Regions from separate parts of the Gossypium hirsutum genome. Here region 2 is linked to region 1. The links are chromatin contacts, called in public Hi-C maps. All regions are on one chromosome and are shown on one strand. The core of a region is the stretch at or near the end of the contact, and the rest is flanking DNA. Distances in the headings are between cores, read along the strand shown.

Region 1 (5,317 bases), core at 1,968-4,467:
TTTAATTGGGTTAAAAATTAATATAAAGCCTGATGGAGAAAGTGACCTGATTATGCTAATAAAGGAAGACTGATCCAACAAGAGAAATGGCAGCCCAAAACCATCCAACAAGCTGAACCAATTAGATGAATATTTCTGATTTTTATTCTTGCAAAACAGTCCTCAAATTTTCCCTAAACTCCATTCAAACTCCTCCACTTTTTGTGCCTTTGAAGATTTGCCCCAAGCTAAATTTAGTAAAGTTTGAATGTTTCAAACTTTGCTCCATGTGTGGCTGGCCAAAGGGAGTGTCTAGCTGCTAATTATTTTCTATTTTTAGTATCCGCTCCCACCTATGAATACCCCCTTTACCTATTTATTCAACATACCCTCATTCCCATACATCTCTCTCTCTTTCACTGACTTTCTTCTTTTTGTTTTTCACTTTTTCCTATTCCTTTCCCTTGCAGATTTCCCTCTTGAAAAAGAGCCTTCTTTTACCTTGGAATAGCATCATTCAATTGTTCATAGAGGCCTCGGTTCAATAGAACGAGTAGAGTAGAAGAGGAGCGCACTAGTCTAGCTTCAAAGAAAACATGGATTTGCTCCCTAGTTCCTTATCTTTAATTTTATTGTTTACATTGTGATGATGAATATGATTAATTTTTTTTGTTGTTGTTCTTGTTCTAATTAAAATGACTTAAAGTAATTCATGTTATATTGATTGCATTCTATTCACTTAAATTATTAAAATCATGTTTGTGTTGTTAGAGGCCTTGGTAAGTTATTCAATTAAATAAAATCATGCTTATGTTATACTTGCATTATAAAATGCAAGGTAACGAATGAATTAATTATTAAATGTATTGAAATTATAATTAATTGACACAATATTTAATTGGTGCATATTTAATATTCTAAGGTAGCTGAAGGTTAAGTTAGCGACGGTATTAAACGGTACATTAGCCTTGCATAACTCAAAAGATTATTATGATTAAATTGTTTAAATGTATAAATATATTGTTACCTCACTTAATCTTTTATGTTCTTATGAAGATTCATTAATTGTTTGAATTTGCATTGAAAAATGTTCAAGAGATTAGTTAATTTAGTAAGTACGTATGAGTAGTAGTTAGCAAATTACCAAATTGCCGTGAAAATATTCATAACAACATTAACATGAGTTTAGTAATTCTAAGTTAAAGAATGAAATTAATCTAACAGAATTATGTCATCTTAATGAAAACCATCCTTTGAAATCGTGCATTGAAATTTTTATTTTTATTTTATTTTATTTTAGTTATTGAAATTTTAGTTTTTAATCACTTCCTCAAGATTAAAATATTTTCAATCACCAAAGTGTTTGATTTACATTTCGTAAATATTTTTTTTCACAGTCCTTGTGGGTACGATAACTTGACATTTACTTGTCACTTTATTACTTGTTGCGATTGTGTACACTTTCACATTTCCATCTTTCCAAGAACTTGGTGAGTTTAAACTCCATTTACCTATTTCACACTTATGCAACACGTTTGAGAACTTCGTTGAGCCTATCATTGTTCTTCATTCAATGTTTTGTCTTTGGCGAGTACAATTTCTATCCTTCGTATCGTAGACATCATACCTTACCTTTAAATCCTGCTCCTCCCTTTGTCTATCGATATATTACTTACATTCTCTACTTATCCCTTTCTAAGGTCCCTTAGCCATTCTCGTTCTAAGTTTCATACAAATTAAATACTGTTAATCGACTTGATCTTCAAGTCCATTTGACTCATACTTGAAGTTGTAACTCATTACGGCATGACCCATTTCGATATTCATGTATTAAGTTTATGTTGGCCACACAAAAATATTTCAATAGAACCATTCCTTCAAGGCTCACCATATGTTCCATTCCTTCAAAGTTTGCCATATAGATATATATCAATCATTCAGAGTTTTCCATTCTTACCATTCCTTCTTTTCCAAAGCTCGCAAAAAGTGTACCAGCCTATTTTCAGTGAAATTTTTTTTGATAAAAAGATCCCAAGGTCAAACTTTAATTAATAGCAACATTCAATACAATTTCATGGATATCCGAAGGGTAATCCATATTAAAATTCATAGAACAATTATTAGTTTTGGCCCAAGTACAAAGAACATCAGTAGCTTTATTACAACTGCGTGGGGCCCAGATAAAAGTAAACTGAATAAAAAATGGGTTTGCTTCTGGATTTCCCGCAGGCGGTGGCCCAACATCGTCAGATCTTCCTGCCTCCTGTTGAAACGATTAAGAAGGCTTGCGCAGTCAGACTCCAATTTCACATTTTCCCAATTATTTGACCGAGCGAATTTAATGCTATCCTCCATAGCCTGCAGTTCCGCCCACTCAATATGCAACTCCTTATTCATATGGCCCATCTGCCCGCCATGAACAAAACCATCAGCATCCCTTGCCACCAAACCGTAGTACGCCTTCTTTTCATAAACAATGGCCCCGAAGTTAATTTTGATCATCCCCTGATGCAATTTTTTCCAGACTATTTTGTCAGGCTTTCTCGGGAGCAGCGGGTCCTCCATGAAGTTAAAATTTTGAAAATCCCTGCGCAACGCCGCTGCCCGTTCCTAGGTCACCTTAGCATCATCCTTGACTCCCTTGAAGATTTTGTTATTTTTGCTGTTCCACACATTCTAGAGAACGATGATGAAATCAGAGATCGCCTTGATGTCCAGCACTCTCGCAACATCCTCAATCCAGTCAACACATCGGAGATAATTTTCGTTTAGGAGCTTATTACCAAAACCACCAAAATCTAGCACCTTGCGAGCCTTCGGAAAATTTTTCAATGCAAGCATGAGGGTTTCCCTCTCTTTCCTTCATCTTGGATAAGGTTCGTTGAAGCCACTCTGGATACTAGATATTTTTCATACATTGGCAGATGTTATGGCCGAGTCTCTAGCAAAATATGCAAATTTTCGGGAGTGTTTTAAGCCTATAGATGATTCGCCAGAAAATCATATGAGGATCGAACCCGATCTATTTGAGGATTAGCCATAGGTATGCAGATTTAGAAAACACCCCATGAGGATTATGGAACCAAGTACGTCGATCTTCCAGACCATCATTAAGAATGGGGATATTGCAAATTTTTGTCCCCCATATTTTCCCCATAAATATTCGACACCCTATCCTTGTCCCAGCCGTCTTGGCTCTCGTTGAATAGATCCCTTACGAAACCCTCTTTAACCCAGCTTTTGTCAATGTAGATAGACTTGCCCGACAGTCCTTCAAAGCCCCAGTTGTCATGCCAAATTCTAATACTCTTACCATTACCGACAGTCCACACAAAACCCTCGGTAAGAAGTTTAATGGCCTGAGCATTACTCTACCACTTATAGAAGGGTTTATCCATGCACTTAGGGAGGAAGACGTTGCCATCAGGGAAATACTTTGCACTTAAGACCTTATAGCAAAGAGTGTCCTTACACTGAATGAGGCGCCACACCTGCCTTCCCAATAGAGCAACATTAAACAACCTTAAATCCCTGAAACCAAGGCCGCTCACTTTGGGATGACACAGTCGGTCCCAAGGCAACATGCTCTAGCCCCTATTCCTCTCCCTCCCTCCCCACCAGACCTGACACATCATGGATTGGATCTCCTCAATCACCCCTTTTGGAGCCATAAAGACCAAGAAAGCATGAGTCGGGATTGCTTGGACAATAGACTTAATAAAAATCTCCTTGCCACCCTTCGATAAAAGATACTTCGACCAGCTATTAATTCTGCTCGCAATATGGTCCACGATATTTTGGAAGATGCTCGATTTCTTTTTAGCCACAGGGATGGGAAGACCTAAGTAGCCGTCTAGCTTGTCCACAACTTTCATCTTTAGCAAACCCCTCAAGGTGTGACAGCCCAAAATTGACCCTAGTCAGGAAGTGGTTTCGGGACCGCTAAACCGAGTCACCGAAAGGTTTGAATGTGATGTTTATTATCTAGAATATGTAATAATGAATGTGTGAAAATTTCAAGCTTCGATTTAGTCGATTGCATGTGAATTTAGTCAATAGGACTTATATGAGAAAATTTTAAAATGTGATAGGTCAATGCATGAGGACCTATTAGTGCATGTGGAAGAAAAAGGGGACTTGCATGTCAAATTCCCCCTCCCTAATATGTAGTGGCCGGCCATGCTATGGGTGGAAACATGTCACCAACATGTTGTGTTAGTGATGTATGGTAAGGAAAATAAAATATTAAGCATGATAATTAAAATAAATTAAAGAAAGGAATTAAACAATGAAAAGGAAGGGTGATGAAAAAAAAAATGGTCTCATCCATACCCCCCCTTGTTGCCGTGAGTTGAGGAAAGAAAACAAAAAAAATGTGTGTTCATTCTTGAACACCTTTGGCCGAATAGAGGAAAGAAAGGAAGGGGAAGAGCTTGAGAAAATCGGCTATGGTGATTTGCTAGACTAAGGTATGTTTGATGTTGTTCTTGAGATGCATGCATGTTTTAGTAGTTGACTTGAGTTCAAAAAAACCCATGGTTCAATTTTGTGGATTGATGATGATTTTGTGTTTTGCCATTGATGAGTGCTTGAGCTTTTTGATAGTTGTTGATGAAAAGTGAAAGATATGTTAAAGATTAATATGTTTTGTGTTGAAGTTTTTGGTGATTTTGAGTAGTTAGGGCTAAATTACAAAAACAAATTTTTGAAGGACTCAAAGGTGAAATAAATGAGATGTATGGACTTATATGGGCACTAGGAAGATTCGGCCCTTAAGGAGTGTGACCAAACTTTGTGTATTTTGTGTTTTGTGGAATAGAGACTAAATTGTGAAAGTGCGAAATATTAGGGGTAAAAATGTAATTTACCCATTTATGCGTTATTAGACTAAATTGAATGAAAATATGTTAAATTAAGGCTTGGCAAGCTAGCTATTAAGGTGAAATGCTAATGTTAGTATTTGATTCGGTAATAATTTGTTTGGGGACAGCAGCAGTAAGGTGATTTTGGAAAATCGCCATAATTTGTAGGAGTTGAATTAGAAGCTGAGTGAATTATGCCATTAAAGCTTGAAGAGTCTATTTTCTTACAAAAGAAACTATGAAAACAAAAGAGTTACCGATCTTGAGATATTTGAAGTATTGTGGGGCTGAGTCAAAATGACTACTAGATTCCCTGTTCTGTTTTTAGAAAATCATTATAAATTGTACAAAAATGATTATAAGATAAAATTTATATGCTTAGACTCCTTAATGAATTCTGTAAAATGAGAAATTTGATTCGTAGTGAAGAGTGGTCAGAATAGTCAAACAGTGAAACAGGGGAAACTTTAAGAAAA
Region 2 (5,317 bases), core at 1,586-4,085, 100 kb before region 1:
GTCTCATGAGTAAGCCTGAATCTAGAGGGATCTGCAAAAACAACCACACATCAAGTCAGCTTCCAAGGTTCAACAGTAAAGTTAGGAAATAAAGTTCAAGATTGACAGTAGAAGATTTAAAGCTATCAAATGTACTAGAAGTTGATAATTGTGGAAAATATACCATTTGAAAACTCATAGTCATGAGATAGAGTTTCCTGCTCCCACACCTTCCAGCCACGAATCTGTTCAAAGCAGGTTTTAGTTTAAAAGAACATACTTATCCTTAAGAATATGTCCAGTGTGGAGCAGAGGAAGAAGATCATGTACAAGAAACACAGATAAGACAATTTAATTACCTTTAGTCTCCCCAGCATCATAGTAACAAAACTATATAAAACATGAAAAACAGCTAGGAAGAATATGAGGATGTGTAATTCATGCAACCCTTCAACCGATATGAGCGGTTCATGCCCCTGTAGAGAAAACCCAGTTAGTTACAGTTCAACTGATTCAAGGAAAAAAATGTTGCATTGAAAAAGAACAAAAAAGTAATTAGGAAGACTAAACCAGAAAAGGCTTTTTCTTTTTTTTTCCTCGAAAAAATTACAAAAATGCCATCTATAACGCCAGTTTGAAACTGTAAATGATCAAACATCACTTCAATAGCTTGTAAACCAAAACTTAAGTAGAATGACAAAAAAGAGACTCAGATTCAATATTCCTAGCTTGTGACCTCAATTCTTGTGCAAATAAGAGCTTGAATGTGCTCACTGGTGGATCAGCACAAGTAAGGATATCATTTTAGGTGCAATCAGAAGCAACAATCTACTAGAAATTCATTTCAATAGGGGGAAAAATGAAAACTGAAAACTTAAAATTCAAGTAGGCATACTTGGTTAAACTTATTCGTTGCATCTTTCTTCAGAACAGCCCTACTTCATTTTCCCTCAAGCTGTTGTGAGAGGCAGGCAAAATTTTACAAGCCTGTGGACAAACTATGATACAGTGATGGAACTTAGAATAAGGCTGACTAAGGGTAGGTTTGGATGGGCGATTGGGTGCGGTGTGGTGCGTTTAGCCTACTTTTTGTCTCATACTACAGTATCTAATCTTACCGCCACCGCTGTTTTTACACTAACCACAGGTAAACGCACCGCCCATCCGAACTCAGCCTAAGTAGGTCAAGGCAAGACCAGACAATATGTTTCTAGATATATTGAATTCCATATAGCTTTATCATTGGTCTTCCTGGCACGCAACCCCTCTCCCCATGAAAAGGTCAATATTTTTTTCTATGTAGCAAACAAATTATTACTTTAGATGCTAGTTGACATATGGTTTTACTTTCTTTCTGTACATGAACACAAATAAACAATTTCTAGGAGGAAACAAAATTGGCAACACATGTGGGATCAAAACATCCAGTTTTCAACAAATAATTAGTTCATTATAATGATAATAAACGGATATGAATAGATGCTGGCCTAGGCTCACCTCCTTGCATTTAGGAGCAGTTGAAATAGTAGACAAAGATCTACGGTCAAACCATAACAGTCTTCGACGGTGTTCTTCTTCACTGCTTTCAGAGGTGTCTTTCTCACTATCAGATTTACAAGGCAACATGGTATTCGCAACATCTATAGGGATACAAATTCTGGCAATATAGCTCTGGCCAAAAGTGAGGAGCAGCGAAATGAAACCCAGAACCATCAGCTCTACAATAATCATGTCAATTGTGAAAAACTCTTTATTGGGACAAAGCAGCGGCATCTTATAGAAACCATAAAAGCAGCAGTGGGATTGAAATGGAGAATATTCAAGAAGCAACTTGTGTGTACAAGACTTACCAGCTTTAACCTTGTCCAGGGCTTCAAACAGAGCACTCTTGTGCCTTTCTGTGAACCACTAAATGCCACAAAAGAAAAAAAGAAATTAGGGTGGCAGATACAGTATTAGTGAAAGCTCAACATGGTTCAATGAAATAATAACACAATACTGCATTATTGGTACAGAACTATTTTGCAAAAAGAAGGAAAATAAAGAAGAAAGAAACACAGAATTTAAAGGAAGTAATAAAGTGAATTTAATTTCAAAACCGACAAAAAAAAACAAGGAAAAGGGAAAGAGGGATTACCGTTCCAAGTTTGTTAAGAACTGTTTCCAAGACAATAGAAATGATGATGATAACAGCACAAACCCCAGCCACCGCCCATGTAGGTGTCTGATCAAGCTTCCTCTCCCCTGAACTCTCGGTTGCCCCCATTACCTTTCCTCCCTCCATTGTTAACCATACCCACGAACAGTACCACAGCAACACCCCCTTCATTTTTTATATTCTCACAGAGCAAAACAGCAAAAAGAATGCAATCTGTATTGAAGACAGAATATTAATTTGGGTTTCCTGAAATTAAGAACAAAAAAGTAGTGGTGGTAATTACTTAAATAGGAGAAGAGAAAATACAAGCTTTGGTGTTGTTAAAGGGAGTGCTAAATAAATGGAGATTTGGAAGGAAGAAAGAAAGAAGGTTCAGAAATGGGGGCCTATGCTCTGCTGCACCACCGATACTGAGTCAAAAACCATGAATATGAACGCGGTTCCCAATTCTCAGTACCTGAAAGAGATAAGTTGGAATGATGTTTAGGTTAGGCAGCTAAAGTACGATATACGTTTTTGTTGATTTTGGGTTGAGCTAAATATTTAGAGGAAGTGAAGTCAATTAATTTTAATGTTATATGTCGATTTGGTCAGTTTCAACATTTCAGTTTTGAGTTCACATAAAAAAAAAAAAGGCGTAGAAAGTGGTAGCTGGGTGGATGGCATTGATTAAGGCAGGCAATGAATATGTCCAAATCTAGACATATTAGGCAACACAAGTTGTCCAATGAATAAATCCATTATGAATTTACATCCCAAATCCGCTGACCTGCTCTTTCTTTTTCATTATTGGTTCTCATTTGGAAAACATATATGATCATTAATTATTATTTTCTTTTTTTTTGGTTTGATTCTCAATTGTGGCCTAAGTCGCTGCGAGTGTCATACAGGTATGCACACCCTTTGCCTTGGTCAACCGTCAATTCCCGGTGCTTTTTGCTTTTTCTTTTTATTTTTTAATACGACTTTGGATATCTCTAGTGGTTACAACTTACCATAGCTGTTTGAAGATATTTATATATATTTTTTACAAACATAAAGTATTCGTTAAGAAAGAGACAGATCAAAATTTTAAAAAATACAACAATTGAACTCATGGGCTTATAAGTCGTCAGGGAAACCACTCCCAAACATAACAGCAAACCCTAATCACTATTCTACACATTGTCATCACCGGAAAAAGGAGGGAGAAACAGTCCGGGATGTTAAGGAAGTCGTAGACAAAAGAGGTTGCCCTTGATGTCCATAACGCCTTTGATCAGAGACCATGCCATGGCTAGCCATAAAAAAAACATCATTAACCACCATGGAACTAGCTAGGAAACGATGACAAAAGAAAAACCCAAAACCATTGATGTGACCTCAATCACTAGATGAGCAAAACTAGTCAATTGTATCCTAAGATCTATTAAACACCGGCCAACGAGGAATCAAAGAAGCGTCGATACCAACTAGTCAGAAAATCAGGGCCGCCGATAAGAAAACAAGAAGACCAAGCTCAATGTTGTGGACAAAAAGGGAAAAAACCCACACAAGGCGACTGGAGAGAGAAGCCTTTCAAATAAATTGCCAAAGGTTGTATAAGAGAGAGGGAGCAAAGTCTAGAAACTTATTGTGCCTAAAAACAACAAAAAGAAAGGAAATCAAATAATAGAGAAAAAAATGAATAAAAGCCACCACACTGACGAGAACAAAGAGCCTAAGGTTTCTTTAAGAAGTGGTAAGAGAGAATATATTTGTTTTTGGGTAAATTACACCAACAGTTACTCAACTTTGATGTAGCTGACAAAATAGTCACTATGCTTTCAATTCAGTCACTCAACTTTTGAAAAATAACAAATCAGTCCTACTAACCATGTCCCATTACAGACATAACAAAAAAGTGACCTGTCATCTGACCGGCTACGTTGGAGTGCTTGTTTTCGTTTAAGCAGCCCCAAATTAAGAACTCTAACTAGGCTGTAGAAGAAGAAGAGAAAGAGAAGAAGAAGAAGAAGAAGAAGAAGAAGAAGAAGAAGAAGAAGAAGAAGAAGAAGAAGAAGAAGAAATTGAGATGTCGCCCTTTTTCTTTCACGTTGCTCCATTTCATTTTACAGTTCTTCAAAATCCATTAATGTAAATCAAGCTTTTTCTCTTCTTTTGTCCATTCAACCAACCATAGAGATTTGAGAGTTCTAAGGGACAATTTTGAAAACATTTCTAAGAGAACTCATCAAATATGAAACAATTATCGATTGATGTTGGAGAAATTAGAAATTAGGGTTTGAGATTTGAGAATTTTTTAAGGTGAAAACATTTTTTTTAACCTCAAAATTTTGAAAATGATGACCCTTTTTTGAACTTCAACTAATTGTTATGGCTACCACACTTATTCTTCCCACAGCTCTAACTTACTGACCTTATTTTTCTTTTAATTAAATATACATTATTTTCTAGGTTTTCTTTTTATACTTGAAAATAATGGTAAGTGTTGTAACTTCACTTTTTAACCATCAAAGATTTCAGATGGTGGAGAAAGCAATTAACCTTCTCCCTCTTCAATTTTTTTCTAGGTCTTGCTTTGGGTTCTTATTTTTATGTAAATGAAAAAGAAATTAGGTTGTTAGTTTCTTAGGGAAATGAGAAGAAATGTGAGAAGAGGAGTAAGAAGAAGAAGAGAAAACAAAGGCGGCAAGCAAAGCAGAGGCAACAACAATGACTATGGTAGTGGTAAGGGTCAACAACCTTAAAAGTGCTATAGGTTTTGTTTTGCAAATTTTCCTTTTAATGGTTAGCTAAAGAAGAAGAAGAGGAGAAGAAAAAGAAGACCCTTATGCTCCTCATGTCTAACTCATGTCCAACGTGGCAAGTTAATTGGCCATGTCAGCTAGTTAACTAGCCACGTCAGTTGTCCCATTAAACCTATAACAAAAATGTTAATGGGTGACTGATTTGTCACTTTTCGATAACGTTAGTGACTGATTTGTTATTTTTCAAAAGTTGAGTGACTGAATTAAAAGCAGAGTGACTGTTTTGTTAGCTACATCAAAGCTGGGTGACTATTGGTGTAATTACCATTATTTTTTTATAGGGTTTGGAAGCTTTCAAAAGTTAAAAGAAATTAGGTAACTAGAAATTCATTTAAAAGTAATTATAGATTGGGATGAATGAAATTAAAATTAAAATTTTTAATTTCTTCTT

Evidence for each region. Hi-C and Micro-C count contacts between places; a contact is called where the count stands out from the background.
Region 2: a Hi-C map of leaf shows a contact between it and region 1, with 4 times the contacts expected there. The contact joins the promoter of LOC107941659 here to the enhancer-like site in region 1. A contact is called at or near these places in 5 of 34 Hi-C or Micro-C datasets (callus, hypocotyl, leaf and 1 more).

What each region holds. Positions count from the first base shown.
Region 1 is chrD07:39,890,746-39,896,062 of Gossypium_hirsutum_v2.1, reverse strand. No RefSeq gene overlaps it. Among protein-coding and RNA genes, the nearest start is that of LOC121219633, 63 kb to the right of the region's middle. Within about 2 kb of position 3,217, at least 8 of the 9 cell types and tissues checked have an H3K27ac peak or open chromatin away from gene starts, as enhancers often do. A contact at or near this core is called in hypocotyl and leaf, where this site is marked.
Region 2 is chrD07:39,991,292-39,996,608 of Gossypium_hirsutum_v2.1, reverse strand. It overlaps LOC107941659 (MLO-like protein 10), which reads right to left and starts at 2,835. Exons shown (of 16, transcript XM_016875235.2): 1 at 2,444-2,835; 2 at 2,117-2,350; 3 at 1,830-1,887; 4 at 1,477-1,697; 5 at 339-455; 6 at 164-224; 7 at 1-31. The coding sequence starts at 2,308.